2 separate regions of the Sus scrofa genome follow, and region 2 is linked to region 1. The links are chromatin contacts, called in public Hi-C maps. All regions are on one chromosome and are shown on one strand. The core of a region is the stretch at or near the end of the contact, and the rest is flanking DNA. Distances in the headings are between cores, read along the strand shown.

Evidence for each region. A called contact is a pair of places that touch in the nucleus more often than the background predicts.
Region 2: a Hi-C map of skeletal muscle shows a contact between it and region 1, with 4 times the contacts expected there. The contact joins the promoter of SLMAP here to the promoter of DENND6A in region 1. A contact is called at or near these places in 15 of 47 Hi-C or Micro-C datasets (alveolar macrophages, blood, brain and 9 more) and 2 of 2 datasets of contacts at active chromatin or transcription factors (alveolar macrophages and skeletal muscle).

The regions. Positions count from the first base shown.
Region 1 is chr13:39,521,457-39,526,004 of Sscrofa11.1, reverse strand. DENND6A (protein DENND6A) reads left to right here and starts at 1,895. Exons shown (of 20, transcript XM_021069010.1): 1 at 1,895-2,220. The coding sequence starts at 1,984.
Region 2 is chr13:39,569,237-39,573,784 of Sscrofa11.1, reverse strand. SLMAP (sarcolemmal membrane-associated protein) reads right to left here and starts at 1,855. Exons shown (of 21, transcript XM_021069059.1): 1 at 1,731-1,855; 2 at 223-1,528. The coding sequence starts at 420.

The DNA of each region.
Region 1 (4,548 bases), core at 646-3,145:
AAGAAAGTCTCTAGCAAACATCACTACTGATGTCTGAGGATACTTGATCCTGTCCCTGTAAAGAGAGATGCTAACATTTCCTTCATATAAAAATTCTAGGTATGCGGACAGAACAATGCTTGTCCAATGGGGTAGATTTGACTGGGCAGTGCACCAAAATACTTAGGAGCTCAGGTTCAGTGTGAGAGATCTGAGTTTGCCTTTGTTCTGCCACCTACTGGCAAACTTATGTGACATTATTGTCATCTCGTGAATCTCAGAGTTCTTATCTGTAAAATGGGAATAATAATAAGGCCTACCTTTTGGGCTTTTGGGAGGATTAGTTAAGATAATGTGTGTAAATGTATGAATATGTGGGAGTTCCTGTAACTCAATATGGTTGAATTACAAACCCAACTAGTATCCATGAGGATGTGGATTCGATCCCTGGCCTTGCTCAGTGGGTTAAGGATCCGGTTGTGAGCTGTGGTGTAGGTGGCAGACATGGCTTGGACCCATGTTGCTGTGGCTGTGGAGTAGGCAGGCAGCTGCCACTCCAATTTGACCCCTAGCCTTTGATCTTCCATATGGAACTTGGAACAGGTACAGCCCTAAAAAGCAAAAAAAAAAAAAAAAAAAAAAAAAAAAAAAGAAAAAAGAAAGAAAGAAAAGAAAAGAAAAAAGTATGAATACAGTGCTGTTTTTATTTATTTATTTAATTTATTATTTTTTTTTTTTTTTGCATGGGAAGTTCCTGGGCCAGGGATCAAACCCATGTCACAGCAGTGACCTGAGCCACAGCAGTACAATGCTAGATCCTTCCTGCTGAACCACCAGGGAACTCTGTGTGTTCCTTACTTACATCCACTGTGCAGTTTATGCTCACATAGTAGGTGCTGAATAAATCCGGTCAGTAGTATCAAGTTGGACCTATAAAAATAACAATTCAACAAACCAACTACCTCCTGGGTGCCTAGCTCAATGCTGAGCTCCAAGAATATAAAGCTGCTTGAGACTAAACCCTTGCTAAGTGATCCAGATTGCTGTGGAGGCCAACCTGGTGTTCCAGAGAGCTCTTGGGATGCTGCTGTGTGAATGCTGAATGAGTCACGGACAATTAGGCCAAGAAAGGTGGGAGAGGGCTTGGTGGAGAGGGAACAGCTGAATGAAGGGATCTCTCAGTCAGTAGGTTGCCTGAGTGAACTGTAAATCAGCATCAGAATGTTAATACTTGCTTGGCAGGTCATGTAACCTCTCAAAACCTCAGTTTCTTTATCTAAAAATAAATAAATAATAGTGACCACCTACTAGCCATGATGCGAACATTCAGTGAAGTAATATTTGTAAAGTACTTGCTTGGCACATCATCTGGCACAGAGTAAATGCTCAATTTAGCCACGTTACTAATTTTTTTTTTTAAATTAAAGTGTGGTTGATTTACAGTGTTTCGTCAGGTTCTGTTGTACAGCAAACTGACCCAATCACACACATTTCCTGTGCTTTACAGTAGGTCCCATTGCCCATCCATTCCAAATATAAGAATTTGCACCCAAAAAACCCCCCAAAATGCCCATCCATCCCATTCCCTTCCCTTTCCCCCCTGGGAACTCGAAGTCTGCTCTTCTTGACCACTATATTTTAACATTTTAATAATACCTTATAATTATGAATGATGACATTTCAAGAATACTTCATTTCCTGGTCGTTGGACTGCGAAGGAGGATCCCAGGATTCACTGTATCAGTGTTGAGGAACATTGAGGAAAGGAAGCCAGGGCCCGCTTCTCAAGTTCAACCAAGCGCTTGCCTGACGTCCCCACATCTACGCTGTGGTACACGAGGACTGGTGCAGAGCCGGGCTCCCAGGGTCACGTGGGTCGCGGCCCCGCCCCGGCTGAGCCCGTCCCCCGCGGCTGCACCAGAGGCGGCTGCGCCTGCGCGGAGCCAGGCGCGCTGTGCAGCGCGGTCCGCGGTGGGGGCGGCGCGAACAGCAAGGGGGAGGCGGATGGCTCTGCGGGGCCTGGCAGGCTCGGGGCCCGGTTCCCGCGGGCCGGCGGATGAGGCGGTGGCGACGGACGAGGAGCGCGAGGCATCTGCCTTGGTGGCGGCGGGAGCTGTATCGGAGGAGGATGAGGAAGACGAGGGCCGCGGCCGGGGCCTGCTGCGCTGGGACGGCTTCTCTGCCTGGCTGCACTGCGTGTGTGTGGTGGGCTTCGACCTGGAGCTGGGCCAAGCCGTAGAGGTGAGGCCCAGCCGCACCTTGACCCCGTGTGCGACCCGGGTCCCCGCGCCGGGGCGGTCCCAGCAGAGTGTGTGGCTCGCGGGCCGGCCTGCCTGGACCCCGGCCGATGCGCATCCGGGCGTGGCCGGCCGCCCCTCCGCCAGTATACTGGGCTGCGGTCCAGAGTTAGTTCCCTTGGGAGGATCGTGGGCTGTGGCTAGGGGTGAAAAGTTCTCTCTCGGCCCCTTCTAGATTCTTGTTGACCGTCATGTTTTCTTTTTCTTTTTTTTTTAACCCGGTATCACAGGAATAACTAGAATGGTTAGCGGCACCCAGGGAAGACTGCAGGCAGGATGTTTAGGACTTTGTCAAGAATGGAACAATGCCCATGACATACGGTGAACTATAATAGCCAAACGCCACACAACCAACATTTTTTTTAGACCTATAGATTGTTTTAATCATTAGCAGTAACTCCAGAGCATTCCACTCAGCCTGAGCCGAAATGCTTTTCTCAGAAAGCATTTTCTCTTTTGCTTTTGTTCCTCATTTCTGTTGTTTCTTGATAGTGCTTCTGAAACGGCTTGAAAGCTGATATCAAGATGAACATAAGGAAAATAGTTGGCTTGTGAATCTGTCAAGTTTTCCTATAACACCTTATCGGAAGGCTTTGTAATCTTAACTACTCTTCACATTATTTAGGGTCCCTTTTGTAGCACAGGAGATCGCTTGTCTTTATGTATCCAAGAAAAACATTATTAGAACGACCTAGGGTTAGAAGATTGTTTTGTTTTGTTTTGGTGGTAATGACAGATTTTAATTAACCATTTAATTCTGACTTGAGTGGCTTGAGTTGGCTAGAAAATTGGCCGGGGAGGTTTTTCTTAATGTGAACTGTGTATTCAGCTTGTTTTCTCTGTGTTTTATTATTATATATCTCAATACACATTGTTTCCATTAAGATCTTGGCATTGTGCTGGACACACAAACATGAAGGATATGCTCTAACCTGTATTTGTAGATTGAGACTACAATTTAGAGGAGAACCTAGATTAATCACTCTGGGAGAGAGAGTTAAATGCAATGCCTGGCGCATGGTGGTGTTCAATAAAAAATTGATAGAATCAATGAATACATGAACAGTACTTTCAGATAGAAACAGCAGTTCTCAAAGACTGAGAGGAAGAGATTTATATGTCATCTATCTTTTACATTAATACATTAACCTGAAGTTATATGTACAGCAAAATACAGTTTAACCAGAAAGCATAAGATTGAGTTCTTGTAGTCGATTGCATTTTTATTTATTTTTTTGTCCTTTTAGGGCCACACCAGCAGCATATGTAGGTTCCCAGTCTAGGGGTCTAATGGGAGCTGTAGTTGCTGGCCTGTGCCACAGCCACAGCAATATCAGATCCCAGCCACATGTGGGACCTACACCACAGCTCATGGCAATACTAGATCCTTAACCCACTGAGCAAGGCCAGGGATCAAACCTGGGTCCTCATGGATACTAGTCTGATTCATTTCTGCTGAGCCATGAGGGGAGCTCCGATTGCATTTTTAAATAGCTAGGGGAAGTCCTTTGGGATTCTTACAATTCGGGCATTCTTTATCGCATGAGTATGTTTTTTTGACCAAATAAACAATACTCAGCATAATTGAGGTGCTTCAAAAATGTGAATCATTGAAGGATTTTTTTTGAATTTCGTTTTCCATAGTATATGCTACTGTACAGAGTTTTCTTTCTGTAGTTCTTGACTTTTTTTTGCATTCTGGACCGTTTAAAAAATGTGAAGAACTTCATGAACTCTCTCCATTAGGAAAATACTAATACAAATCATGTATATGCTTTTGTGGACTATCTGGGAATCATTTATGAACTTTCTGATCCATTGCTCTCAGATTAAGAATCACTGATTTTAGAAGATGTAGGGTGAGAGTGGGGAAGATTTTTTTTTTTTTTTTTTTTTTGTCTTTTTTGTCTTTTTAGGGCTGCACCTGAGGCACATGGAGGTTCCCAAGCTAGGGTTTAATCGGAGCTGCAGCTGTCGGCCTACACCACAGCCACAGCAACACCAGATCCTTAACCCACTGAGCGAGGCCAGGGATTGAACCCGAAACCTCATGGTTCCTAGTCAGATTCGTTTCTGCTGTGCCACAACGGCAACTCCCAAGAGTGGGGAAGATTCTTAATAGAGGACCCAAAAAAAAAATAAACACATTGAGAGGTAACACAGTTTAATTTAGTTATGTTGTCCTGAGAAATGTAGAATATTGCCACTTTTAAAATGAAAAAGGAGGGGTTCCTTTTGTGGCTCAGCAGTTAACAAACCCGACTAGGATCCA
Region 2 (4,548 bases), core at 606-3,105, 48 kb before region 1:
TGTCATCGCCCTCTCAGGGTGTTAAATTACAATACCTTCTCTGTTTTCCATTCAACCACCTCAAACAAATTTCCACTAGAACCAGTCACACAAAAAGTTGGTTCTCCATGGCCTTGCTGAAAGTGTCCTCTGGGTGCAAGCCCTGGGATCCTGCATACATTTATGCAGAAAGGGCAAAGAGAAACGAAAAACAAAGATTGTTAGACAACGTAGTGACATTACCTTGCCCGTCTTGTGATCAAACCAGACGAGAGCATGGTTCCTTGACAGCACTTTGCAATCAAAGGTAGCATTATTCTGTGCTGGTCGACAACGGGCCACCGAGCGGCCGATTTTAATGGGCTCGTCCAGGTAGACATGACGCTCTTGAAAAGGGTGTGAGTTCGGGCGGCAAGTGAAGATGGCCAAGGCTGACGGCATCGAGGACAGACTGGGGGTGTCTCTCCTACTAGGGACAAAGAGGAGGTCCACCGGATCCGGACCCTTCACAAGCCTCTACCCCTATCCCCCACCAAATTTTAAATTAAAACAAACTGCACATTGTCCAAGCATAACCAGTGAACATCAACAACTCTTCACTTGGGTGGGAAGACGAGTCAGCGCAAGCCCCATCACCTCCTTTAAAACCCAGCAGTGCCCTGATCACACCAAGTCCCCAACTGGTAGCTTTCAGTCCATCTTCTTCCCTGGGAAGAAAAGGCTCAAACATTGGACAGCTTCGGCCAAGAAAACTCCTGGAAGACAGTTTGGGGACTGGAGGTATCCAAGCAGATGAGTCACACGCCAATTCTTGGGTTTTGTTTGGGATCGCGGCCGCTTTCCCCCCTCGGTGGCGGAAATGTTGCAGCACTGCAGCATGAAGGAAGGGTCGGTTCGTTGCGGCCAGAAAGGTCCTTTCAGGCGGAAGAAAGGTGTAGCTGAGCACCTCTGGGCAGCCACCGCCCGTCTTCGAGGGCCTCCGGACTGGAGGGACGAGAGGCGATGGGGCCAGCGCAGGGGTCTAGACGGCCAGCCGGACAGTCTGCATTGCCCCTCCCGCGAAGGCCGGCCGGGAGGTGGCACAGGGTCCCCGGCCCCGCACGAGACGAGGTGGCGGTGGCTGGAGTCCCTGGCACGAGGAACGGGGACCGGCGGGAGCTAGGGCAGCGGCCAAGGCGGGACTCCGGGCACCTGGCGGGCGTCCCCGCGACCAGGGCGGGGATCCGGCTCAGCAGGCGGGTGGTGACCGAGCGAGGCGCGACCCCGGGGAGGATCCGGGGTCTCGGCCCGCAGGAAGTTGGTCCCTGGACTCCTGGGCTCCTGGCTGCTCCTCAGCACACCGGCCACCTCCTTTCAGAGTCTCTCCCGCGAGGGTCGCATCTCAGGGACCGCAGCTGAAGCTCCCGACGGACGAGGAGGTGGGGGAGGGAGGCTGGCCCGGAGGTTGGGGGAGAGGCCTGGAGGCCCCGGGTTGGGTCCGCCGCAGCCTCCACCGCTCGCAGCCGGTGGGACAAGCTCAGGCTCTGCCCGACGACAGAAACTTTCCGACCTGGTGGGGAAAACATCAAAACAAACGGCCGTCAGCGCCGGTGCCCGCCCACCTCAGCCCTCAACCCCCTCAGCCCACCCCAACCAGCCCCCGCGACTGGCCACGACTCGGCCGACCTTTCCGCTGAGGGGCCGCGGGGACTGGGAGCCCGGACGCCAAGACGGGTCCAGCTTCTCTTACCGCCGCCGCCGCCTCAGCTTACCTTGCCAGCTCCGGCCGCCATAGTGACTCTGACTGAAACCTACCCGGTGCACCGCCACGGGAACGCGCACCCTTCAAGGGCCCTCCTACCCCTTCTCCCGCGCCGTAGTCGGGGCATCACGTGACAGACGCCGCGGAAGCCATGATGGTCAAGGGCAGAAAAGAGGGCAAGCCTTTTTAACAAGCCTCCGCACGCCATCTTAGTTAAGGGTTGGACGCTTCAAAACCGTGGGACACCTTTGCCACCATTTTGGTTATGGGCAAGAAAAAATTTGACCTGTTGAAGGTTTTCTAAACATAACGTGCCAACTTCCTACTTTGCCATCTTGGTAAGAAGGCGCTAGCATTTACTAAATTTTATTCACTAGAGTCCTCATTGAAAATATCAACGCCCAAGGAGACCAAGCCCATCCAAAGGAGCTGTTATTAGCATCCATCTTAGTTGTGGGCAGCACAGCTCCCCGACCTCCACCCCAACAGCCGCCTTAGGTGTGAACAACTAAATTCCTACAAGTCTCAGGATTTGTGCATCTGTAACAAGATTCATCCGCCCTCTTTAAAGTCTTCGCTATGTATCCTACCCGGAGGAAAAACTCTTTCTTAGTCCTTGCGTTCCATTTCAAATGACAATTCTTCTCACTGGGCCTATCTTATTTCCCAGGCCCCTAGCGCTGACTCTACCCCGAAATTAGTGCAACTTCTGAAAGTTTAAAATCATGTTTTTCCAGAGAGAGAGGTCCTTTGGAATCAATGATGGCGTCATTCTTCAGATTCCTTTGACAACAGGCTCCACCACTCTGTGACCTTGGGGAAGTTTCTAAACCTCTACGAGCTTCGTTTTGTCATCTATTACTTGGAGATAATAGTTAACGCACCTGTTGTGAGAATTCAAGGGAGTAATCTATCTGCTCATGAAAGAGTAAATACTATTCAATTCTTACATACAGGGTTTTGGCCCTGTTCTAAGTTCTGTGCTGGGCCCTGAAGACACATAGATGAACCAAATCTCAATCCTTGCCCTCTGAGAGTATACCTGGGTATTGTGAGATAAGGATAGGGAGAGGAGGGTTTCAAATAGAGATAACTTCACTTTGATGCAATCAGGGCTAAGATGAAAACAAGCACTAGCCACTAAAGGGGTCTTCTATGGGAGGTAACTGAACTCAAAGAAGGATGGTAGGAAAACCACGATAAACATGGTATTTGCTGAATGGTTTCGTAAATTTCCAGGAAGGTTTAGTGAAAAAAAGAACAAGGCTTTTATTTTTATTTTTTTGCTATTTCTTGGGCCGCTCCTGCGGCATATGGAGGTTCCCAGGCTAGGGGTCTAATCAGAGCCATAGCCACCAGCCTACGCCAGAGCCACAGCAACGCAGGATCCGAGCCGCGTCTGCAACCTACACCACAGCTCACGGCAACGCCAGATCCTTAACCCACTGAGCAAGGGCAGGGACCGAAGCCGCAACCTCATGGTTCCTAGTCGGATTCGTTAACCACTGCGCTACGATGGGAACTCCAAGAATAAGGCTTTTAAAATGGTAGAACAACGTGCCTGGCACATTACAGTGTCTCAAATATTTGATACATGATTGAAAATTACATACTCTTTATTACGGGATACAGTAGGAGTGGCACAAAGAGAGTCCCAAGAGAAGAATATATGTTATAAGGGCCTTGTATACTTTCTAACTAACACTCTCACTACTTCAGCAAATGTGTATGGAATTACTACCATGTTCCAGTTACTTTATTTTGGACAAAAATAAGAATATATTGAAAAGTCTTAATATAAGAGGTTGAAAAGTTTTCATTTGTGGTAACTTTTAGTCTCATGTGGAATAAGTAATGTAGGTCCCTCCGCAATCTCTAATAAGTTTTGTGCATGAACTTATGCATTCTTTCAGTCCTTCATTCTACAAATACTTAATGTGGGAAACAGCTACTGTGACAAGCCCTGGAACTACAACAATAGGGGAAGAAAAAAAAAACTCCCTCACAATTTAGGTGGTAACACAACAAAATTCTTGCTACTATGAGTTTATCAAGAGTAATGGGAGCCTTGTGGAGTAGTATAAATTGAGATGAAAAATGAGTAGGAGTAAGCAGCTCTTCTGGTAGTAGTGGGATAATGAAATTTGAGGTCAAGGAAATATTACAAGCAGAGTCCCAGAGACTTGGAAGAAAAGGACTTTAAGAGAATTGCAGGTAGGTCTGTATTACTGGAGCATGAGGAGGGGTGGTAAAGAAGGAAGGGCACAGGAAAGTGATTTCAATTGTTAAAGGACTTGCAGGCCGTGAAGTGGTCTTCACAATACTTCCATCTTTCTCCTAGAAGGTCACAGTAGAGTGATGAAAATCAAAGTTTCAGAATCAGACATTGCATCACCATTTAACAGAGCTGTAATTATAATTTATTTAACTTCTCTAGGTTTCAGTTTCCTCATTTGAAAAAAAGTAGGTTATATCCCCACAGAGTCTTATTAGGATTAAATAAAATAATGTTAGCGTTTTAATAAGATAATGATTCCTGGCAAATAGTAGATACTCAGAGAACTTCAGTTTTTATTATTATTACTAATAGTAAGAATACCTGCTGTAAGAATATAGCAAGGAGCAAGTTCTATTATCTCTAATTCATATATGGAGAAACTTGTTCATAAATGTGGAAACAAAAAGTGTCTCTTTATGCTCAGTTCACTACAATCTCTTAAAATTAATGTTAAAATGAACAGAATATAGTTTTTAAAAATTTTTTTCCAAGGAAAAGCTGGGACTGCTATAACCTGGAAGGATAAAGAATCTTACCAAGTTATGCAGGG